Regions from separate parts of the Anas platyrhynchos genome. Here region 2 is linked to region 1. Evidence: chromatin contacts called from public Hi-C data. All regions are on one chromosome and are shown on one strand. Each heading gives the region's core, a stretch centred on a gene start, on an enhancer-like site or on the middle of the called end of the contact. The rest is flanking DNA. Distances are from core to core; before and after follow the strand shown. Region 1 has its middle 33 kb from the start of ST14. Region 2 overlaps SNX19 (sorting nexin 19).

Region 1 (6,127 bases), core at 1,842-4,341:
CTCGCGTGCTGCTCCAGGCAGTTTTACCAACACAGCAGCCTTGGGTGCTTAAAAAGCCCTCTAGGGCTCAAAGAGGATTTGACCCAGGGCACACGAAGCATTTTCTCCTGCTCTCTTTTCCTTAAAAGCTTCCAGTTTTCTCTTGACAAGGCACTAAGGCTCAGTCTTCTCAGAGACACCCCACAGGTGCCCACGCCACAATGAGCAGCCTCTGCCAGTCCTGCATTTTTGGTGAATCTCTGCCTTCTCCTGCCCCAGTCCATATATCTCACTATACTGACTGCGTCCTTCTTTACATCCATTATTCCAGGCGTTTGCTGCCTTCTGCAACCAAGCAAGGCAAGGTTTAAAGACCCCACTTTGCTTCCTTCTTGTCTGGCACATGCACAACAAACCCAGTGGGGATGGAGAGCTGCTACACAGACTTCTCAGAACATAAAAAGGGCAAACAGCACACTGAACCGTGGGGAATTCACTGCAGCAAGGGCAGGTGAGAGCAGCAAACCTCACATTGCCTAAGTAGAGCTGAAGGGGGGACAGATCTACAGATCTTTTAGGGCTTTGTCTTCTCTGGCAGGCAGCCTTCTGTGCTGCCACAGCCGCCTGCCCGCAGCAAGCACACGCTCACACTGCCAGGGAGGGAGTGTGAGTGGGTGCTACCCACTACTGCCTGTAGCTCTCCAGTACCCTCAATAATCTCCCAGCACCCCTGGTGCTGCCTACAGCTTCCTCGTGCCCCCTAGTGCAGTCCAGAGACCCCCCAGTACTCTCCAAGTGTGTCCCAGCATTGTGCTGAACCTCCCAGTACAGTCCCAGTACCACCCAGTACTTTCTAGATCCTCCTGCGACACTCCCAGTGCCCTCCAGTGTTGTCTGGAGATGCCCAGCAGGCAGTGGGAGGATGCAGGGGGTCTCTGGACAGCACTGGGGGTCACTGGGAGTTTGCTGAGTAGCTCTAGGCAGCACTGGGAGCGTACAGGGAGGATCTGGGCAGCACTGGGGGGCACTGGGAGAGTTCTGCTACCACTGGTGTTATATCTGCATGTGCTCCTTATCATCTGTGTCACTGCCTCGCAATCGCAGCTGTGCCAGCAGGGGGACTCACTTCACATGCCACTGTCTGGTTGTTGACTTGTTTCCCGACTCGTATTCCCCAGCCTGCTGATGGGGAGACGAGCAAAAAAAAAAGAACAATCCCAAAATTACACCCCCCCCCCCCCCCAGCAGCCAAGCTTCCACGTGGGCTGCCTGCACGGCATCCTTCAAAAAACACCTCAACCCACGGGGCAGGCTTCCCACCTCACAGCTACCTGTTATTTTATGATTATTTTTGTTTTATTTTATGTTATTTTTACCTGTTTCTGTGCCCAGCAGGACCCTGACGGTGCTGCAGGACTGGGGCTCCTCAGCCCGGAGGGGCAGCTCCCCCCTCTCGCCCCCCAGGCCCAGGTCCAGCAGTTCCCAGCTCCTGTACCACTGCCTTACAGCATCACCCCAAGGGCAAGAGGAAAATGCCTTTTCTCCCCTCCAGACCTCGGGGGATGTCAAGTGAAACTACAGACAGACAGGGCAGCAGACACAGAGTTCCTGGAAAGCGCCTGCCCCAAGACATGTGTCCCAGCGGTCTGGCACAGCTGGCAGACAAACTGGGACAGAGCCAGGGCTAGGATGGCAGGGCAGGGATGGAGGTGTGCGAGGTGGAGGGGTCTGCCCACGTCTGGGAGCACAGAGCTTGTCAGAAAGCAGGAGCAAGCAATCTTTATGGGGTGTTCCCAGCAGCTGCTGCTGGACGCGGAGCAGACGAGCAAGCCACCGCCGCAGAGCACCGGAGCTGGCACCTAACCCAGCACCGTCTCTCCCGGAGCTCACAGCAGGGAATGAGAACGACCCCAGCTTGTACAAACCTCTCACCCACCGGGATCAGGAGGGGCTGTGGCAAAGGCTCGTCACCTCGTCTGACTCCAGCTGCCAGGCAGTTCGGCTGCTCCAACAGGGGCTTTGGCTTTCTCCAAGGAGCTGGGAGTCTCTCGCTCCGCACTGGTGACCTTAAAATCAAGGGCTGAAATTAGATGCCTGCTTTCAAGCAGATGAAGCTGGACAGATTCTTCCAGTCTAGGTCTGCATGGGATCTATCAGGGAGATGTGGTTCGTTCTGTATGAACAGCACGGACTTTCCCCCTACCTCGCTCACCCCAAAGAACTGCAATACCCTCAGCTAGAGCCAGACCCCGGTTTCTGTATGACCAACAGACCAACCAGAAAAGCAAACATAAGAAAAGAGCTTCTCCAGAGGCTGCAGCAGGCAGAATGAAACCTGCAGCCTTTCAGTTCCAGGCTGACTTTTAGCAGAGGCCAGCATGGCACTGATGAGCTTCATCAGTCCAGCACTGAGCATCTATCAGGCCTACTCAGAGGACACGGCATCCGCCCTCCCTGATTTACAACCTCTCTTAGAGCAGCCCAGAGGACTTCAGATGGGATGCTGGAGGCAGACAATTGCCCCTCTGACCTGCCAGGTTAAGCACCCACAACAGAGGGTGGCTGTGCCTCCAAACTGAGCAATTGGCAGCTTCTGCTCGAAAGAAATTCAGAGCAGCTCCCACGGGACGTGGCAGTGAGCTGCAGTTTGGTTGTCTCCCTACCAGAAGGACTCACATTTTAGTCAGCGAGAAGCAAATAACTGCAGGACTGGTAAATCCACCTTGGGACCAGCCATCCGGGACGAATTCTTTCTGTGGCACGTCAGCACCGCAAGGCCTTGCCTCAGCAGAGCTCTCGTGTGATCCTCAGGGTCTCTTTGTGCGAACACAGCTGGCTACAGACACGGCAGGCAGGGCAGGAGACATTTTGTGGCACCACGAGCAGACAGGCAGCAACCTTCAGAGGGAGGTGGGATGCCCACCGCAGCGCCGCTCCTCCGAGCAGCAGTGTCCTGGCCTGGGGTTCATTGGCACAGGTAAAATCTTTCACATCTGCTGCACTTACAGTAAGAGGGATGACAGCTTCGTTACGAATGCACAGAGCTTCCAAAGAAGAACAGCATGGAGGGTTGCCTTGGAGACTGCAGTAAGCAATGTGCTGCCAGATGACTGGGTCTCATACCACAGCAGGCACTTGCCAGAAGGGTGATCTCAGCGGTGCGCGCTGCATTATCAAACATTCCTTGAAGGAAAGACTGAATCTGTGCAAGGATCGGGTGAATCAGGCTGCAGGGAAGGTGGTTCTTTATGTTACCCATTAGTCATGTTCCTTGGCTTTGCCCACCCGCAGCAAGCACCACGGCCGTGGCGCTCAGCGGAGCGGAGAAACCTCCTCACGGTGCACACCGAGGCTGGTGGGGCTGCCAGGGGACACAGACACACCAAGTGCCCTCCATCCCCCTGGCAGAGACACGAACACAGGGCTGTTCCCCACGTCTGGTCAAAGAAGAAAGGTTGAGAACCCTTTTACTCATTTTGGATAAAGCATAAAACAGCCTCCTGGGGAACCCCAGACAAAATAAATACCAAGCTGCCCATCACGTTGTGTTACACCACCACAGACCTCTCAACTGCTACCAGCTTTCTGCCCTAAACATTTCTGCAGTTATCTGAGCTGGGGACCATTAGATTTGCATCTAGTTTTGTCCCCTGCATAACCACACTTTAAATATTTATTCTCTTCTTCTTGTGCTGGCTCCCCTCTGACAGCGTCTCCAAGGCCTGATCCCGCTCATCCTTCATGGAAGATGGCTTTATCCCATCGTGACCAATCCAGTTAGCAGACGATATTTTAAGAACTACTTCAGCATTAGAGTCAAGCTACTGGTTACACAGCATTGGCAGCACAGACAGGATAAGCAAAGAAAGCAATCCATGGGAAAATCTCCAGCTTGTTAAGAAAAAACAAGCTTCTCGAAGAAGTGTTAGGCACAAGCAAAGCCCCAAAATAAAGAACAGCCACTACTGCACGTTCAGGTTGTCATTTAGTTCAACATTTCAGGGGTAATTTTACCAGTTTTCACCAGCTACAGGTATGCTTACATGCTGTAGAAGAAAACCTTCCATGAACCTCTAAATCCTGTAAGAACCACAGGTCTTGGGACTCGTACTACTTACACCATCAATGTCTTTGAGACAAGTGTCACCATCGCAGCACCATCATATTCTCCTTTCCAGCACCATAACATTCTCCTTTCCAAATATCCTTTTTCCAAATATCCAAATTTCTCCTTTTTGCTTAGGACAAGCATCAAAGCCACCCAGAAAGAGTTAACCAGTGCTCATATAACCTAATGAGCATTAGCCCACCGTAGCTTTTTGCTGGCCACTCTGTGGGGCTGGAATCAGGGAGAGGAACAGATCAGGTGGAGCATTAGGAAAACAGCTCTCATGGCAAGAAAACTGCCAGGCCTCCCAAGGGAAGCGATGAAAACCCTGCTGCTTGAGTCACTTCAAACTGGACCAAGTACAGGAAAATCCAGTGTAGGGAACAAGCCTTCCCCATAGGGGGAAAATGGAGAAGTTGGATGACCTCGGATCTTTCCCATCTCCGGTTTATGTGGTTCCAGAAATCTGCAGAGGCAATAGCTTACACCACACACAACAGGTAAGTCAGATGATCTATTGTTGCTACCAGACCTGCTGTGGAGTGAGCCAGCCTGATCAGCGCAGCTCATACAAAGGTTTGGGGCTCTGGACTGCCAGGACCACACTCAGCTTGAGGTGAGGTGCTAATGGGAGCAGAAATGTCAGCATCCAGAGGAAAATCCACACCCTGTGCAACAGCCAGGGCACGGCAGCTGCCTTGATGGGTTTTAATCTCAACTGCTTGAGTCGCCGAGATTAAACATTTAAGGCAGACGTTATCTGAGAAAGGAATTTACACGTCGCATAGGGGAAGTGTCGCTTTTAAGCCTTTTCAGACAAGTTCTTCTAGTCCCTCTCTATGTCCACAGCCTCAGCAAAACAAAGTCAAGGAAATATCCCCAGTAACACCGAGCAGGATACTGCTGGCTTTGTCATCTAAAAGCCACATGCTGCAGAAACAGTTACCTACTACTAGCTGGAGTGAGGGAGAAAATTCCACTGGGAAAAGCTCGTTCCTTGATTATCGTCATCCCTTCACACTGTAGAGACAACTGCTGCTAATGCCTGGAAGAGACAGATCATTAGTTTCGTAGCAAACCCCGGCAAGGACAAGATAACTCGAACACACAGTTCATCCATCAGAGACCTGCAGTGGCCACTGCACTCCCCAGTCTGCTAGCAGATCAGCTCACAAAGAGGAATCAGCCCTCGGAGTCTGCCTGGATCCCCGCGAGGCAGCAGCTGCCCATGCAGGGACACTTGCCCCTGCCAGCGACTTGGCAGGGCAGCGAGGAGGTCTATTACTATTGCTATGCTAGCAGAGAGCCAGCCTGCTTGTTGAAACATGGTATTTGCAGGATGATGAATTCTGATTTCAAGATAATTTATAGCCTCGGTAAATAAACAGGCTTATGGCTGTTTAAACACTGTTTAAACAGTCATATACAACAGCCCTGGGCAAGCATGCTGAAGAACAGAAGAGCTGTCTGAGCTGGGAACAGATAGCAGAAGAAAGCAAGTACAAAATACTTCCCATCAGAAATGAAATGCTTCCTCTCTCAAAAACAAAACAACCCCCAACACAGCTCTCATTCACCCTTCTCCCCCTGTCCGTGCCAGAAATTCAAAACATCTTTAGCGTGACACGGTGTCGGGTCACCATCCACCAGGTGCCTTTTACACTGCTTGATGCGACTGGCTGTACCTGAGCTCACACCGATTTCACCCCACCTGTTTGGGCAACTGTATGCAGTAAAAATTGTACTTACAACATTTTTTTTTCTTTTTAGATGGGATTGACAGGACTAGAAACCCTGGCAACTGTTTCAGACAGCAAATTAAGACACCTTTGAAAGCAGGGCCTTGGGGATCTGCTTTCTGCTCTGTTACCGGAGGTGTTTCAGAGTCAAGGACGTCTTTGCTCCTTCCCTGCCCTTCTGTTTTAAATGTATTCTTACAGGGAAGCTGCAGTAACCTGCTGCTCCAAGAACAAAAGAAATCATTAGGGGCTGGAGACACCAATCTGGGAGAAAGCAGCTAAAAGGTAAATGACAGGAAAC
Region 2 (6,127 bases), core at 2,698-5,197, 240 kb after region 1:
GCTACCATTCCTCTTCAGCATGGGGATGGTTCTCTTTTCCAGGACCACAGCCTGCCCTACTTGCCTCCTACTGTTCAGGGAGCAAAAGATGCCAGAACAAGACCATGTTGGAGGGGTGGCAGCAGGAGCCAACTTATCTTTGTCCCTAAAGCAGGACAGCAGCTTTGGTTTCTGCACTGCTTCCAGCTTCCCAATTATTTGGGCAATGGGGATGGGTTCCTGACTGACTTCAGGGCTGCTCTCACATCTCCAGTGCTCCACTCTCTCCCTGTCTTCCTTCTGGTAGAGCAGGTGGCCCTGTGTAGGCATGAGGCAGGCTGCTATAGAGAGCAGGGACAGCATTTGGTCCTCATTTCACCTGTCCTGGAGAAACACCTAGTGACAAGACACCACCATGCCTCTACGTGGCAGTGCCAGGTTGAGCTTGAAGCCCTAAAAGCAAAGCTCGTGTGTGCCACCTGCCTTTGTGTGTACATTCGGGCTGTTCAGACACATAGGGCGAGACATGAAACCCAAACAGTATCTGCAGGCAGCCCGCACATCCTTCTGAGGACATCCAGCTCCACAGAAGTCAGGCATCTTCAGTTCAGACTTGCCATCAAGTCAGCGATGGAACAGACACTACACAGCCGAAAAACCTCTTCAGCCACTGACAGCGGGCTTGATTCATCACCCAGTCAAAACAGAGAAGCCTGGAAGCAGCCTCATTTAGCACTGGCTGGAAAAATTCTTTACAAGAAGCTCCCAGACATGTTCAGTAAGCACTGAAAATCAAATCATCCCATGCCTGTGGCTTCTTCTCTCCTTCACTGCTGGCTACACCAGCCCTCGTTAATGTGCTGAAATGCCTGCTTTCTCCAGGCCACTAGAGTCAGACGGCGCGACAGCTGCGGTCTCGAGCTCATTACTGGAGCCCTTCAGAACCAAGAACTCCAGCAGAATGTCCAAGAGGCAGAAAACCAGGTGCCTGAAATGGAGAGAAGACAAATCTTAGCCTGGTCGGGGCACAGTGGAGCTGGGAGATCAGCTCCAGACGCAGAGGAGCCAAAAGAAGGCTTGTACCTTCCTCACGCAAGGAAGAAATACCCTGCCTGCCTTCCTGAGACAGACAAAAGATCTCATACCCTACAAGAAAGGTTTCAAGGGATGGTTCGGTTTCCCCCCACCCTTCCAAACCAGCAAGTGTTTGGAGCTGATGAGCAGCACAGGAAGCACAAATGCATCTCCTAGAGTGAGGTGGCACATGCACTTCTTTGCAGTTGATCACAAAAAACATCGCTTTTCGAATGTACAGAAACAGGTATGCAGAAAAGCACCATCTACAAATCCATGCAGCTCCCTAAGCTCTTCTAAAAACAACAGACTAAACCAGGATTTGGTTCTGCTTCCTCCCAGGACATCTACAGCCTAAACAAGCCTGACAACATAATTAATATGCTTGACTCAATAACCTCCAGCTAGACTGAGGTCCTAAAACACACAACTTCACGATAATCGTCCCAGATTCCCTTTGATAGCATACAAAGTCTAGCAAGATTAGCCAGATAGGCTCTGTGCCAAGAAGCTGGCAGTGTGAAACTCACAGCAGAGCCCTGAGCACAGCTTATGGGACCTGCTGCAAAGGTTGCTGAGGTAAGGAGACTAATCAACATACCTGTTGATAACAGGATGGCCCAGGGACTCCAGCACCAGGTTCCAGCTCATGCGACATTTACTGGTTCCAAGGATTTCTTGGATCACATCTGTCAACATCAGAGACAAAGCTTTAGGAACAGCACGTCTCCACTGTAGTAAAATGGGCTCAGCCTCCTCCTGGACGGTGCCAAATCAACGTTTGTGATGGTGCTCTGAGCCTGAGGCATCTCATGCATGATATTACCACGAGAAAAACCATCCAGGGACAGGAACTGATTGCCAGGAAAGTGCTTCAGCCTGGAACAGCATACACTGGTAGCACTTTTTCATCCCCAAAGGATACTAAGGGCCTCTTACACTGCAGCAAGGAGTTAAAATTTCAGGCTACACTCACATGGATTAGGCAGCAGCTGCTTCAATGCCAAAGGTCCCCATGTCAAACTTCAGGAGGGAAATCCAGTGCAGCTGCACTCATGATTTCAGCCCAGTGGAAAAGCCACTCTGTCATCTCTAGAGCAAGAAGCCAAGCGATTGCTGCATGCCACAGGCTGGCCTGAGCCCCTCCTTTCTGGAGTGGCTCAGCAGGAACAGCACCACCAGCACTAAGAAGGAATGTGTGGCAGTCTGCACCTGGGAACCACCAGGACACATGCCCTTACTCTCTAAGCTGGGCCGTTCCCTAAGTGGTTGTGCAAACTGCCTCGAACTGGGAAATTGTTGCTTTGCCTTGCAGGAAACCATCCAACCACAAAGGTTGGGAACACTTCTCAGTGCCTTGGCACAAGCAGACTCCATCATGGTAAACGGACTTCCAGAGATGCCAATGCACTGGAGGGTTCCCCAGCCTCACCTGCAGCTCCTGACCCGTCTCTGGTGCCCACTTACCAGGCAAGATCCCCATCAGGCTCTGCAGGGCCTGCTCTGCTGCTGCTTTCTTCTGCTCCTCTGTCCTGGCTGGTTTAGGCACTGCTGGTAAAACTCCTCCGGGCCAGATGGATTCCTGCAGCAGCTGGAGGTACTGGACCCAGCGCTGGGTGCAGGTCAGGTTCACCACTTGGACCTCCAGCCACCTGTGGCACAGGGCAGGAGAGAGAGATCAGAAATGTCAGACTTGTACCAACTACGGAGCTTTCTGCTGAGGCCATGGAGGAGAAATCACCTTGCTGGGCAAGTTAACATGCACTTTTCAAGTGTGTATATACATAAAATACATTTTCACAAGTTAAATTAGCTGAGTTTTCCTGTGCACCAGATTTAGGTAAATGTTTCCCATCTTACAAACACATGTGAAGTCACAAAGGAAAAGCAAAAAGTAGTGAAAAGCTCCATTGCCCTGCTGCCCACGTGAAATCAAATGAGTTAACGGGTCTCTGGAGACAGCCTGGCTAAGGGATACGACTGAAGTGATGTCCATGCACAAGCAGATGACAGAGCTCAAAGAGCTGGGAGAACCACCCCCATCTCGATCTTCCAAAACTGTTGCTTTAACTCTAAAACAATCGCTGTGAACGACTGGAAGGATGTGAACGTGGTCTGGCAACCAGCACTCCCCTCATCAGCCCCTCTGCTACTAAGAGAGTCAAGGGTGTCTCGTTGGGAGACCAAAATGCACCCTCCCAGGACGGTGAGGCATGAATACCCTGCTGCTTCACACTCATCTCCCTGCTCCCCTGCTGCCCAGCCCAGCCCTGTCCCCCTGTTGCAGGCAATGAACTCACTGCAGCTCCCATCCAAACCCCGTGCTGCTCATCTATTAAAAGGAAGCGTAGGAACCTGCCAACAAAACCACTCGCTGGCCCTCCTGCTGGGCCAAAGCGTGCCCTTTATATGGCAACAACCTGCAAATCCCAAGGCTGCGCCGCAGGAATGTCACTCCACAAAAGGGCCCTGACGTGTTTGCAGCCAGGGCAGGGGAGATTTGTCAACGCCACCCAAGCTGGTCAGGGGAAGTTTCTCCATCAATCAGGCGGACCCTCTTTCCAAGGTGTTAAATCACTTCCCTGTGCAGCAGCAAAGGCCATGGCCATCAGTCAGGACTCACCACCGCCTAAAATCTTTCCCCGCCAGAACAAGGGGGAGCCAGCGGCCAAATCCTTGACGCCACCGAGGTCAACGGGAGGGTCCCCGTTGACTTCTTGTGGCTGGGACTCGCCCGCGGCCGCCGTCCTCAGCAGCAGGAGATCCAGAGACAGAGAGGAGCGTTGGGCTGGGGTGGGCAGGGAGAAGGCTTGGATTTCGCCAGCACTTCCAGAGTCCCAGAGGAGAGGAGTCCGCGAGCGGGGCCAGGAGACCCGTTCCTCTTGGCAGCTGGCGTTCGTGCTTGCAATTCCGTCACCACTACGCCCCGGCAGCTCACAGTACATCCAAGAGCATGGGCCCTGCCAAGGCAAACTTTATTTAACCTGCGCTCTGCCAGACTGTCTGCATTCTTCTCAGGCGAGGCATTTGGGCCAAGGGCGTCTTTCCCCATGCAACCAGGGCAGCGCCACCAGAACATCAGGAATAGCAGCACCTAAAGGTAAGCGGGCAGAAGGGCAGGTACCGCTCCCTTCCTCAGCAGGAAACAAGATGCCTAGCTGCAGGCTGGTAGGGCTGCACACCTAGGAGAGATTAGCTGCGAAAGCAAGGAGTGTTAAACCTGAACGGAGCCTCGGTGCAGCAGTGAGGCCAGCAAGCCTCAGGGCAGGGCGGTGCTGGTGCTGTGCCATCCCAGGAACAGCACTGGGGATGGAGACACACGGCCTTTACACCCCGTCTCGCCAGGGACCCCAAGTACTGATGCTGCTACAAGATAGTGCGAGAGATCCACGGCTTGGCTGCCACCAGAATAACAGGACGAAATGTCACGGCGCTGTCTTGTCTAGGAAAAGGCCACGTCTGAAAGACAATTGTTTAAAAGAGTTTATCTCCAGCAATCCGCAGAGTTTAACACCTTTGGATTGTGTAAAGCCTTCCAGCCATCCCCGACCAAATTAAAGTGCTAAACTGTGGCTCCTCGAGGGACAAGAGCTTTCATTAACATGTTTTCATATACAATCTGTTTTCCTAATTGAGAAAACATCTGACAGGCAACAGAAGTTCAGAGACTTGGGGACGGAGCTGCAAACAGAACAACCCTGCGTCTGGGGACAACGGAGCCAATGTTGACTTGAATTTCACCTCAGCAACAGTCACTTGTCATCCTTTAAAAGGTTGCAAAAGGCAAAGAACAAACTCTCTTCTTCTTAGGAACGTTCCTAAAATAGCAAAAATTCAAGCAAATAGCGCGGAGAGTGAAAGCTGAACTTCGAGAAGACAGCACACATTTCCAGACAGCTCAAGAGCAGACTGAGAAGTGACGAATGCTGGAAGGCCCCAAACAAACAACCTTCCATCTCTAGCTCTTTTAGTCCTATAAAGTCCCCAGGACGAGGTGACAAGGCCTAGAGGTAACACCTACAGATCTTATCCCGTGTGCATGCACTTGGGTTATGCACGTGCTTGCAGGTCTTCGCTCCCACAGCTGCAAAACACAGCAGGTGGATTTTCACTCCCTCTGGCAGCTCCCTGCCTTCCCGTTTGGGAAGAGAAGAGCAGGAAGGGCAGCAGCTCAGAGGATGGACACTCTGGTGCCCTTTGCCAGCCTACTGGTGCGTGGACCCATCCCAAAAGCAGTAGGAAGAGAGGAACCATCACATCGGTCCCTCTGGCTCAGCACCCTTCCTGCAAGAGCAGCTGATGCCCTCAGATGTTCCAAAAGGGATGATCAGCCTGAGCAGCATTTATTAAATGCCGAGGAGCAAGTTAATTCCTCAGCGCTCACAGCTCTATCTGCAACTCAGGAAGGCTCACACCTAACTTTACTGAGATCCTACCTGAGCAAACCCCAGGTTTCTGTGGCAAACTGACCTTTCCATCAGGCCTTGCTGCCCCAGTGCTAGGCCAGGCTTAACAGTTGACACTTCTCACACAGGAACTCCAAACACGTGGGCCCAAAGCTGACCTCCACCAGCTGATCACAGATGATTTTTCATACTATTAAAGGATGAAACATTTGAGATCCGTGTGCCACATCAAAAATGCACAACCCCCTGCTCCCAGGTAGAAATAAATCCAGTAAGAAACACAAATAGAGCTATCTTTTTTAAGTTACTATTTCCGTTCTGGTATTTCATGAAGAAGTAGCCTTAATAAGAAAGAAAGAAAAACAAACCCATCACCAAACCATCTCCTTACACTTCAGTGGAGACCAGAAATAGAGAGCAAGTGACCTCCTGGGCTCAGACGTTCAAATGCTTTGATAATGCCCAATGCAAAAAGGCAGACTGCAAAGGCTACGAGGTCCTGGCCGTTTGTCTGGAGGAGCATAGCTTGCCCATGCTGTAAGGGTCCTCCGTTTGAAATAGCTGCTGATGGAGGAATGAAATGGCTGCTAAAAAAGAGCTGATTTAATGCCATGGCTTAAGCTGGAACTCCAAGGTCAGCTGAAGGGGCCCATTAAGAGAGAACAGCA

The links. Hi-C and Micro-C count contacts between places; a contact is called where the count stands out from the background.
Region 2: a contact with region 1 is called in a Hi-C map of subcutaneous adipose tissue, with 1.8 times the contacts expected there. The contact joins two enhancer-like sites. A contact is called at or near these places in 2 of 8 Hi-C or Micro-C datasets (liver and subcutaneous adipose tissue).

Annotation. Positions count from the first base shown.
Region 1 is chr25:4,519,355-4,525,481 of IASCAAS_PekinDuck_T2T, forward strand. No RefSeq gene overlaps it. Among named protein-coding and RNA genes, the nearest start is that of ST14, 33 kb to the left of the region's middle. Within about 2 kb of position 3,092, at least 3 of the 8 cell types and tissues checked have an H3K27ac peak or open chromatin away from gene starts, as enhancers often do. A contact at or near this core is called in subcutaneous adipose tissue, where this site is marked.
Region 2 is chr25:4,759,309-4,765,435 of IASCAAS_PekinDuck_T2T, forward strand. SNX19 (sorting nexin 19) reads right to left here. Exons shown (of 11, transcript XM_072027587.1): 9 at 2,521-2,705; 10 at 1,655-1,742; 11 at 1-967. The coding sequence ends at 832. Among named protein-coding and RNA genes, the nearest start is that of SNX19, 20 kb to the right of the region's middle. Within about 2 kb of position 3,948, at least 1 of the 8 cell types and tissues checked has an H3K27ac peak or open chromatin away from gene starts, as enhancers often do. A contact at or near this core is called in subcutaneous adipose tissue, where this site is marked.